Regions from separate parts of the Macaca mulatta genome. Here region 1 is linked to region 2. Evidence: chromatin contacts called from public Hi-C data. All regions are on one chromosome and are shown on one strand. Each heading gives the region's core, a stretch centred on a gene start, on an enhancer-like site or on the middle of the called end of the contact. The rest is flanking DNA. Distances are from core to core; before and after follow the strand shown.

Evidence for each region. Hi-C and Micro-C count contacts between places; a contact is called where the count stands out from the background.
Region 1: a Hi-C map of CD4 T cells shows a contact between it and region 2, with 3 times the contacts expected there. The contact joins two enhancer-like sites. A contact is called at or near these places in 5 of 14 Hi-C or Micro-C datasets (CD4 T cells, blood, fetal cortex germinal zone and 2 more).

What each region holds. Positions count from the first base shown.
Region 1 is chr7:58,164,620-58,169,517 of T2T-MMU8v2.0, forward strand. BCL2A1 (BCL2 related protein A1) reads right to left here. Exons shown (of 2, transcript NM_001261278.1): 2 at 224-463. The coding sequence ends at 356. Among named protein-coding and RNA genes, the nearest start is that of BCL2A1, 7.0 kb to the right of the region's middle. Within about 2 kb of position 1,687, at least 15 of the 40 cell types and tissues checked have an H3K27ac peak or open chromatin away from gene starts, as enhancers often do. A contact at or near this core is called in CD4 T cells and blood, where this site is marked.
Region 2 is chr7:58,130,047-58,134,892 of T2T-MMU8v2.0, forward strand. It overlaps the pseudogene LOC106999253. Among named protein-coding and RNA genes, the nearest start is that of MTHFS, 18 kb to the left of the region's middle. Within about 2 kb of position 2,320, at least 28 of the 40 cell types and tissues checked have an H3K27ac peak or open chromatin away from gene starts, as enhancers often do. A contact at or near this core is called in CD4 T cells and blood, where this site is marked.

The sequences.
Region 1 (4,898 bases), core at 437-2,936, 34 kb after region 2:
CTAGCCTAGTGACATGGAGGACTTCTGGGTAATGGGCACCCCTGAAAGAGTCTACCGACGGGCAGAAAACACACCACCTTCCTGGTTGTCATCCCATAATCCATTGCCTGTCTCCTGTGTTGAGCTTTACCCTTCGGCTGAATTTCCAGGCAGACCCAAGAAATTAAGACAAAATGGCACATAGAGAAAAATACATACAATTTATTCATTAAATGGGGAAAAATTTCCATAACTATGGAAAGTCAGGTTACATCATCACAGCTGTTTGTTTAAAACTAGAAGTATGTGTTGGCAATCGTTTTGATGAGAGTTAAGAAAATTAGGCCGGTTTCACAATATGGAGTGTCCTTTCTGGTCAACAGTATTGCTTCAGGAGAGATAGCATTTCACAGATCTTTCCTGTAACTTCTAGAAAAGTCATCCAGCCAGATTTAGGTTCAAACTTCTTTACAAAGCCATTTTCCTATGAGAGAATAAATTTAACATTTTAAAAATCATTGTAGATTAAGTATGCTGTAATAAAAAGCAAAAATATTTTCATTTAAATAGTGCAAATAGTTAATCTTCTACTCCTTCTACCCCTCTTAAGCAGCATCATCTAACAGAAATACAGTGTGACCTACATCTGTAATTTTAATTTTTTTGTAGCCATATTTTAAAAAGTAAAAAAATAGGTAAAACTAACTTTTAAGATACATTTAGTGTTATTTTAATATGTAATCAGTATAAAATCATTAATGAGATATTCTTTTCTCATAACAAATCTTCAAAATCCAATGAGTATTTAGTACTTACGGCATATCTTAGTTCAGACTAGCCACATTTCACTACCATAGTGGACAGCAAGCACAGCTCTAGAGGATAGAAAGCCTATTTTTTTTTCTTGTTCTTGTTCAATTGTCCAACATTTATTTCAATGCGCTTATATTTGTAATATGAATTCTATTATACTGTAAACTGCATTGTATTGAAAATCATGAGAACTCACAGTAAATCCAAATTAAACCAATACCTTTGAAGCTATGAAAAGGTTGATGGTTTCTTTCATAATCTACTCTCTTTGTGATCATAGTTTTAAAAATATACAGTAACCCAACTAACTGGACATTTTATTTAGTTAATTTACAGTCCGTAATCAAAGAATGCTCACTGAAAATTACCTCTGAGATAATCTAGCCTGAAGTCCTCCCTTATTTTAACAAATGAGAAAATCGAGGCCCAGAAAAAAAATAGGTTATCTAAGATTAGCCAACACCTTGGTGCCTGAACCTGGATTAGAATGCAAACACTCTACTTCTTTCCACTCCATACATTTTCAAACAAGTGCCAAAAGAATTAGAAAATTGGTAAAATAATGTTTCCAAATGATCATCTGGCAAACATTCACATCTCCATCTTACAGGTTTCAGAACCTGGGGTTACAAATACCTGCAAGTAGCTCAGAGCCTAGCGTAACTAATATTGAAACAGAAACCAAGCATAACTCTTTGATAGTTGGGAGAGATTCGAGAGCTCTGTGGTGCCTTGGAATCATTTTATGAGCATCATTGGCAGAGCGGATGAATATCACCAGCCAGGGGGATTTCCCATTTGAAAGATTTCCTAAGAAAGCCATTTTCTGCCTACGTGTTAAGCGTGCATCGTGCTGTGACACATGCTGTCATACCTTGATAGAGGAAGGAAACTGTCCCTCTCTCTTCCTCTTTCCCTCCTGCCAGTACATACTCATAGTTTCCCATACACTCTCAAGAGGTATCCACTTCATTACTCTCCTTCCTAGAATTTTCATAAACCCCATGTTTCGCAAGTATAATGAGGCCCTCTGAAATGATTTTTTTTTTTTTTTTTTTGAGATGGAGTCTGGCTCTGTTGCCCAGCCTGGAGTGCAGTGGTGCGATCTCGGCATACCTCAGTCTCTGCCTCCTGGGTTCAAGCAATTCTCCTGCCTCAGCCTCCTGAATAGCTGGGACTACAGACGCATGCCCCCATGCCTGGTTAATTTTTGTATTTTTAGTAGAGATGGGGTTTCACTATGTTGACCAGGCTGGTCTCAAACTCCTGACCTCATGATCCAGTCACCTCACAAAATGCTGGATTACAGGTGTGAGCCACTGTGCACAGCATGATTTTTATTATTATGACAATGATCATTGTCTATTATCATTGAGCAGTCATAACATATCATCTTATATACATCAATGTCTAAAGAAGGACAGTGAACAAAGAAAAAACTAATGAATTCAACCAGATGAAGATTAAAATTTATTTATTATTATTATTTTTTGAGTCAAAGTCTTGTTCTGCCACCCAGGCTGGAGTGCAGTGGCGCGATCTCGGCTCGTTGCAACCTCTGCCTCCTGGGTTCAAGCGATTCTTCTGCCTTAGCCTCCCAAGTAGCTGGGACTACAGGCACATGCCACCACGCCCAGCTAATTTTTGTATTTTTAGTAGAAACCAGGTTTCACCATGTTGGCCAGGATGGTCTTGATCTCTTGACCTCGTGATCCACCCACCTCAGCCCCTAAAGTGCTGGGATTATAGGCGTGAGCCACTGTGCTCGGCCTAAAATTTTTTTTAACTATGAAAAATTAAAATTAAAAGAACAATAGACTAGGAAAATATTTACATATAGCATGAAAGAGTTCATTCAAATGTAACGGAAAATCCTCAGGCCCTTAATAGTCTAAAAGGGAAAGACCATTAAAGAGAGAAATATAAATCATTAACAAGTGTATGGTAAAAACACTAATAGCAGTTAAAGAAATGTACTTTCAACACAGTCTTATTGTTTTTTAGACCTATTAAATTCGCTTTGTTACTTTATGCCTATCAAACCCTCAAAATTATTAATAGTACCACCCACGTTGTTAAGTTTGTTGTGACATTGTTCCATTGACATGCTTTTGGAAAGAAAATATGTTTTCCAATATGCTAGAGTATTGTAATTTTATACATATCTTACGAACCAGTCGTTCCATTGTTAGAAATTTATCATGAGGCAGTCTTCTAAAATATTGGAGGGTAGGGGGTACCAGAAAAGCATACCCATGCTTCAGTACTGAAGCATTATATCTAAAAGGGGAAAACTCAAAAAAAAAACTGTCTAACAATTGTAAATTGGTTAAGTAAATTATGATATGACAAATTAACAGAATATTCTGTAGATATTAGAAATTAATACCTAATGTTAACATGGAATATGTGAGACAGTGTTGAAAATATTTATAATATGTCACACGAAAAAACTCTTGTATGCCCTAATTACAGTTGCATACAGTGTCTGCATGTGGATATGTTACGGTGATGGGAGTGACTTTTCTTCCTTTCAAAAATGTTATTTTCAGACATATTTTCTTTAATGATGCTATTTGTATCTTAAAACCATTATGCAAAGATAAATATACAAATAAGGATTCAGTATCTTATCAGTAATGTAGTAGTAATTAAGAATTGTTTCAGCCTTATTATTTCTGGAAATGGTGATAGTTTGTTAAATTCAGCTACTTTGGTTACAAGACAACCAAAGCATAAAATAATATGCTGTATCAATAGTCCAAAGAAAATCAGAACTTCAGAATTTTTAGAGATAGAGGCAGCCGGGTGCAGTGGCTCAAGCCTGTAATCCTAGCACTTTGGGAGGCTGAGATGCGAGGATGGCTTGAGCCCTGGAGGTTGAGGCTGTAGTGAGCCAAGATCGCGCCACTGCACTCCAGCCTGGGTGACAGAGCAAGACCCTGTTGCAAAAAAAAAAAAAAAAAAAAGATACAGACAAATACCATTATGTTGTTCCCACTTCTCTAAATATTATTTATTCATTTATTCATTCAGGAAATATTCACTGAGCATTGGCCACATGCCAGTAGCAGTTAAAGTGCTGGAAACACAGTGGTGAAGAAAGCATACAGGATCCCTGTCCTCACTAAGCTTATATTCTCATGGCAGACACAGACAATAAACAGAGAAGCAAACAAATATGCAATGGGATATCCAGTCATGAAAACTATTATGAAGGCAATCAAGTTGGGCAGGGAGACAGAGAGTGGCAGTAGTACTTTCTCAGTTGGGGTGATCAAGGAAGACTTCTCTGAGGAGGCAACCTTGGAACAGAGGCCTGAGCAAAGGGAAGAAGTAAGGATAACAAAGAAAAGAGAAACCTCTTGGCCTAATGGTATGACCCAAGCTTTAAAATGGTGGTTACTGGGAAAGCACCAACTCTGACTGTACATCCTACTTTCAGAAAGGCAAAGAATAACCTATCTAAACTTCCTGGAATTTCCCACGTAACCCTCATAGTTGCATAGTATTTGACAGCTTGGAAAGCACTGTTTTACAAAAAGTGTTTTATAATTGTTTAGCTTTCCTTTAAAGGTAGGTAAGATTGTTTTCATTAAATATTATATATAATAAATTATCATATGTCATATCATATTATGATATACATTATATAAGGAATCTGAGTCTCAGAGTACCTCAGTAACTTACCCAAGGTTATACCTCTAGTGAGGGAGAAAACCAGAGTTCAAATCTCCAGTTTCAGTGTTGCTTCACTGAATCATTCCATCAGCAAATACTTGTTGTTACCTTCTATGCAATAGGCCCTATTCTAGGCATGAGGTACACAGTGATGCATTAAGTAGACATGATTTCTCCCACGTGGAGCTCAGTGCCAAGCATTCTTTCTACTCCCCCGGCATACGCAGAGGAGAATGCTTCATTGAAGGCAGAGGAAGTAAGAAGAGCCACCTGGTTCAAAAGGAAGGGTGATCCCAAGGGAAGAGACATGAGTTTCATCTCAGGATCATTCTAATGGTTTTTAAGAACCATCCTTTCCTCATGAATGCTGAAAGCAGCCAAATGGCACTAGCTCTCCTCTCAGATCTTGTGAGAGCACATCCTTT
Region 2 (4,846 bases), core at 1,070-3,569:
TAATAATATTTGATATCACTTGGTAATAAAGGTTTGCCGGCTAGGCACAGTGGCTCACGCAGCACTTTGGGAGGCCAAGGCAGGCAGATCATGAGGTCTGGAGTTCAAGACCAGCCTGGCCAGTATGGTGAAACCCCATATCTACTAAAAATACAAAAATTATCTGGGCATGGTAGTGGGCATGCTACTTGGGAGGCTGGGGCAGAAGAATTGCTTGAACCCAGGAGGCAGAGGTTGCAGTGAGCTGAGATCATGCCACTGCACTCCAGCCTGGGTAACAGAGCCAGACTCTGTCTCAAAAAAAAAAGGTAAATAAAAAATAAAGGTTTGTCATCATATACTCAAAAGTACTTCTGTTATTCAAATCTTCCTAACTGGGAGTTAGAACTATCTCTGATTCTGTTCTTGTAGTTGTCAGAGCATAAAATGCCCTTCCCACTCTTTCCTCATTTCCAGACTCCAAAGCCATCTCCTCCTCAAAGTTTGGCCCATCTATTTTGGACTACTGTTTTCTTACTGAGCACTGACAGTACCTTTTGTTCTCTCTCTCTTTTGGTAATATCTCTCTTTTGGTAATTCACTATACACTTTCTAGTTTATTTAACTGCATAAAACTTAGTTCTCCACAAGACTATAACTGCCTTATGAACAGAGATCAACACCTGAGAATCTTCAGAGTCTCCTACTACATCATGTAAGAGCTCACTAAATGTTTGATTTAAATAACTAGGCTTAAGAATAATATATTGGCCGGGCGTGGTGGTTCAAGCCTGTAATCCCAGCACTTTGGGAGGCCGAGGCGGGAGGATCACGAGGTCAGGAGATCAAGAACATCCTGGCTAACATGGTGAAATCCTATCTCTTCTAAAAATACAAAAACAAAAAATTAGCCGGGCGTGGTGGCGGGCTCCTGTAGTCCCAGCTACTCGGGAGGTTGAGGCAGGAGAATGGTGTGAACCTGGGAGGCGGAGCTTGCAGTGAGCCGAGATCGCACCACTGCACTCCAGCCTGGGCGACAGAGCAAGACTCTGTCTCAAAATAATAATAATAATAATAATAATAATAATAATAATAAACAGCAGCTAGTTTTGGAGAGTTTACTATATGCCACATCCAGTGCTAAATGCATACGTGGATTATCTTACTAAATTTTCTGAACTCTATAGAGTAAGTGCTATTATTTGAGAAAGAAAGTGAGGCTCAGAATAACTTGCTCAGGGTCATACAGCTAGTAAGTGGCAAAACCAGGGCCTGAATCTAGCAAAGCTCTTAACTACCTCAGAACACTGCACAGTTCCAGCCCTGCTATACTATAGTCCACGAATGATTTCGATTTCACTAAGTTAGCAGTTTGAATTTCAGCTGAGCAGAGACATTTTAGCTAAAAAGTAAAATTTTTAAAAGGATGAATTAAGAGAATTTCCCACAGACATCTTTATAATAAAACGAGGGGAAAAGCCTCCCATGTCCTATTTATGAAAGTGATATTAAGGTGTGGGTCACAATTTCGTCAAGAAGTGGCTTATGACAATACAGCTTTGGTTTAGATATTTAAATAGGACTCTTTCTCTGCCCCTAGGAGGACGTGGAAATGAAGGATGGATGTGATAACTGTCAATTCAGAACTCTGCAAAATGCCAGACTCAATTCTTGTTTTAAGAAGAGCCAGGGCTCTTGTTCCACCCTGGATTCTTCACACAAAACAGCACCATCCTCTGACCTCTTCACACAGAGCAAGCTTTACCTCACTACCCAAAGGGGAGTGCTGATCCACATGGTCTCCCCATCCCCGCTAGAAACTGATCCCAAACACCAGCCGCTGCACAGACGTAGGCTACTTTGGTCTGCAACCCCCGAACTTGGTAATACCTCATCAACCCGACCCCTCCCCAACATTCAAAATGCCCGGACCACCATCCGAAAGCCAGTCTCTTATACAAAGGAGAATCCCTGCCTACAAAGTAGTTTTCCACCTCCGACTCCTCCCCACAGCGAACAGCCCTTCTGGATCCAACTAACCCACCGACCCCAACAGGGCCCAGCACCCACAGGGTTCACAATCCAGAGGAGCTACAAGCCCTGTTACTCGCAAGTCTCGAGCGTCCAACTCCAACTGACCTTCCCTCTGCCAGAGCAAGAACACCACGAGTACCCGCCGAGAGCGAACCTGGCTACACAAAGCCAGGCGCCCGACCAGAGGGACCCTCGGGGATGCCCTCCGCCCCTGGGGCTTCCCCGACCAGCCCCGCCGGGCGCCCCGCGCTCACCAGCTCTCCTCCCCCTCCTCCCAGCCTGACAGACGCTCCAGCTAGTCCAGCAAGCCGCCCTCCCCCGCCGCCAGCAAGAAGGTGGCGTCCCGCAGCTTCTGGTTACTCTTCCGCCTCGGGTACATACGGCCCCGCCGCACGACTCGGCGCTGAGGCCCAAGGGGAAGCCCCGAGGGGACCCCGCGCGGTAGGAGGGAGTGGAGGCGCTGGCGAACCACCCTGCCGGGCCGATGGAGCCGGGGCCCCGCACAGCGCGAGCGGCTCCTCAGCTGTTCATGCTGCTTCCCCAGCTTCTTCACCGGCTCCTGCAGCTTCCGCACCTCTTGGTCCGCGTTCACGTTGGAGTTAACGTCCTCCATCCCGGCCCGGCTGCCTCCGTCGCCCGCCGCCCACTCGCTCTCGCAGCAACAGGGAAAGAGCCGGAGGAAAGAGGCGTCCCCGCCGCTCACTCCAGCCGAAGCGCCCGCATGTAGCAGGACCAGGCCCCGCCGCCAGGGTCCCCCCAGCGCGGGTCCCGAAGTGCAGCTGGCGCCAGCCGAACCGCCTCCTCGGCGCCGGTCCGGGGTTCAGGGAGGGAGCACCAATATCTGGCCTCTGCCGCCATCGTCCCTCCGCCCCCCGAGGGTCGCCCCTGTAAGTGACCTCAAAGCGTCGGGGGTGGGCGTGGCCGCCGGCGGGCGTTGAGAGAACCCGGCGCAGAGAGGATCACCGAGCTCCCGACAGGGCGGGGCCAGGTGTGTGAGGGGCGGGGATTGGGCCAGGAGGGGCGTGTCCGGACTGCTGGCTGAAGTGGCGCGCTACTGGACGCGCGACTGAAAGTCCCTGCGGTCCCGGAGGCGAGCAGAAGGTATGCCGCGAGCCGGGCCGAGGTGGTGAACATGGTCGGCTTGTGGTTCCCACGGACCAGTCCCGCCCGACTCCGGGCCAGTTCTCGAGTGGGCACTCAACGGGGTCCGGGGAGAGACAGTTAACTTTGTTCAGCAAATATTTAACCGATGCCTACTTTTAATTAGAGATTGTCTCCGCTGGCGGGAGCCTCAGAGACAGCCTGTGTCCTCTTTCTTCACCTGAAAGAAACCCAAATTTCAGACAATTAAGAGAGGTCTAAGTTAAAAATAATAAATATAATTTCTTCCTACTGGCCAGATACCATGCTAAGCCCTTTTTTTAATTATTATTTTTTATTTTTGTCGCCCAGGCGGGAGTGCAATGGCGCGATCTTGGCCAGTTGGATCGAGTATTTTCCTAGCTATACAGACCTAGTCAAAGAACGTATTTGTTTGCCAACGTAATTGTCAAGTAATATATATTATCTATATAATGGACATCTAAAAATCATTGCTGTTTCTGACCAGTCTAAACTTGTTGCCAGAGGGTTGAAAATCATGACTACTGGCTAGTCACGGTGCCTCACGCCTGTCTGTAATCCCAGCACTTTGGGAGGCCGAGGTGGGCAGATCACGAGGTCAGTAGATAGAAACCATCCTGGCCAACATGGTGAAACCCCCTCTCTACTAAAAATACAAAAATTAGCTGGGCGTGGTCGCACACACCTGTAGTCCCAGCTACTCAGGAGGCTGAGGCAGGAGAATCCCTTGAACCTAGAAGACAGAGGTTGTAGTGAGCTGAGATTGCGCCACTGCACTCCAGCCTGGGGACAGAGTGAGACTCCGTCTCAAAAGAAAAAAAAAGACTACTTCATGTATAGAAGTTTTCACTGGCATTTAATGCTTTGTGAAATAGATTCCAACTAGTCAGTGTCTGTAAGGAGAACCCTTCCAATATACTCCTTGAAAAGAATAGTTCACTGGACATATGAAGTTAGCACTAACGTTTGGAGCAAGAAGAGCTTGTTGTAGTGTGGAACAAAGAATTAAGAATCAGAAAGCCTGATGTTGGGTTCTAGCTGTAGCATAAATGTGCTTGACCCTGATCACTGGTCTCTTAATCTCTGGTCCTTAACTTACTTTAGAATATGTGAGTTGGAGGATCTCCAATATTTCTTCCAGGACCAAAAAGTAAAGGATTCTGATGAGTCCTCATGGTTGCAAAACATAAGAGTAAATATACTTAAATATATAGAGAAGTTCATAGTAGATAGATATACTTGGATTTTTTAATTCAGTTGCCTTACTCAATATGTTACCTTTTTCACTCGATAAATATTGAGCTTCTACCATGTGGCAGGCACCAGTCTAGGTATTTGGATGTTTAATAGGCCTTGTAAGTACAGGACAACTTTCATGGGTTTTTTTTTGTTTTGTTTTTTTGGGGGTGGGGACAGAGTCTCACTCTATTGCTAGACTGGAGTGCAGTGGTGCGATCTCGGCTCACTGCAACCTCCAACTCCCAGGTTCAAGCTATCCTTCTGTCTCAGCCTCCCGAGTAGCTGGGATTACAGGCACGCATCACCACGCCTGGCTAATTTGTATTTTTAGTAGAGATGGGGTTTCACCATGTTGCCCAGGATGGTCTTGATCTCCTGACCTCGTGATCTGCCCGCCTTGGCCTCCCAAAGTGCTGGGATTACAGGCGTGAGTCACCGTGCCTGGTGACAACTTTCAACTCAAACCCACAGA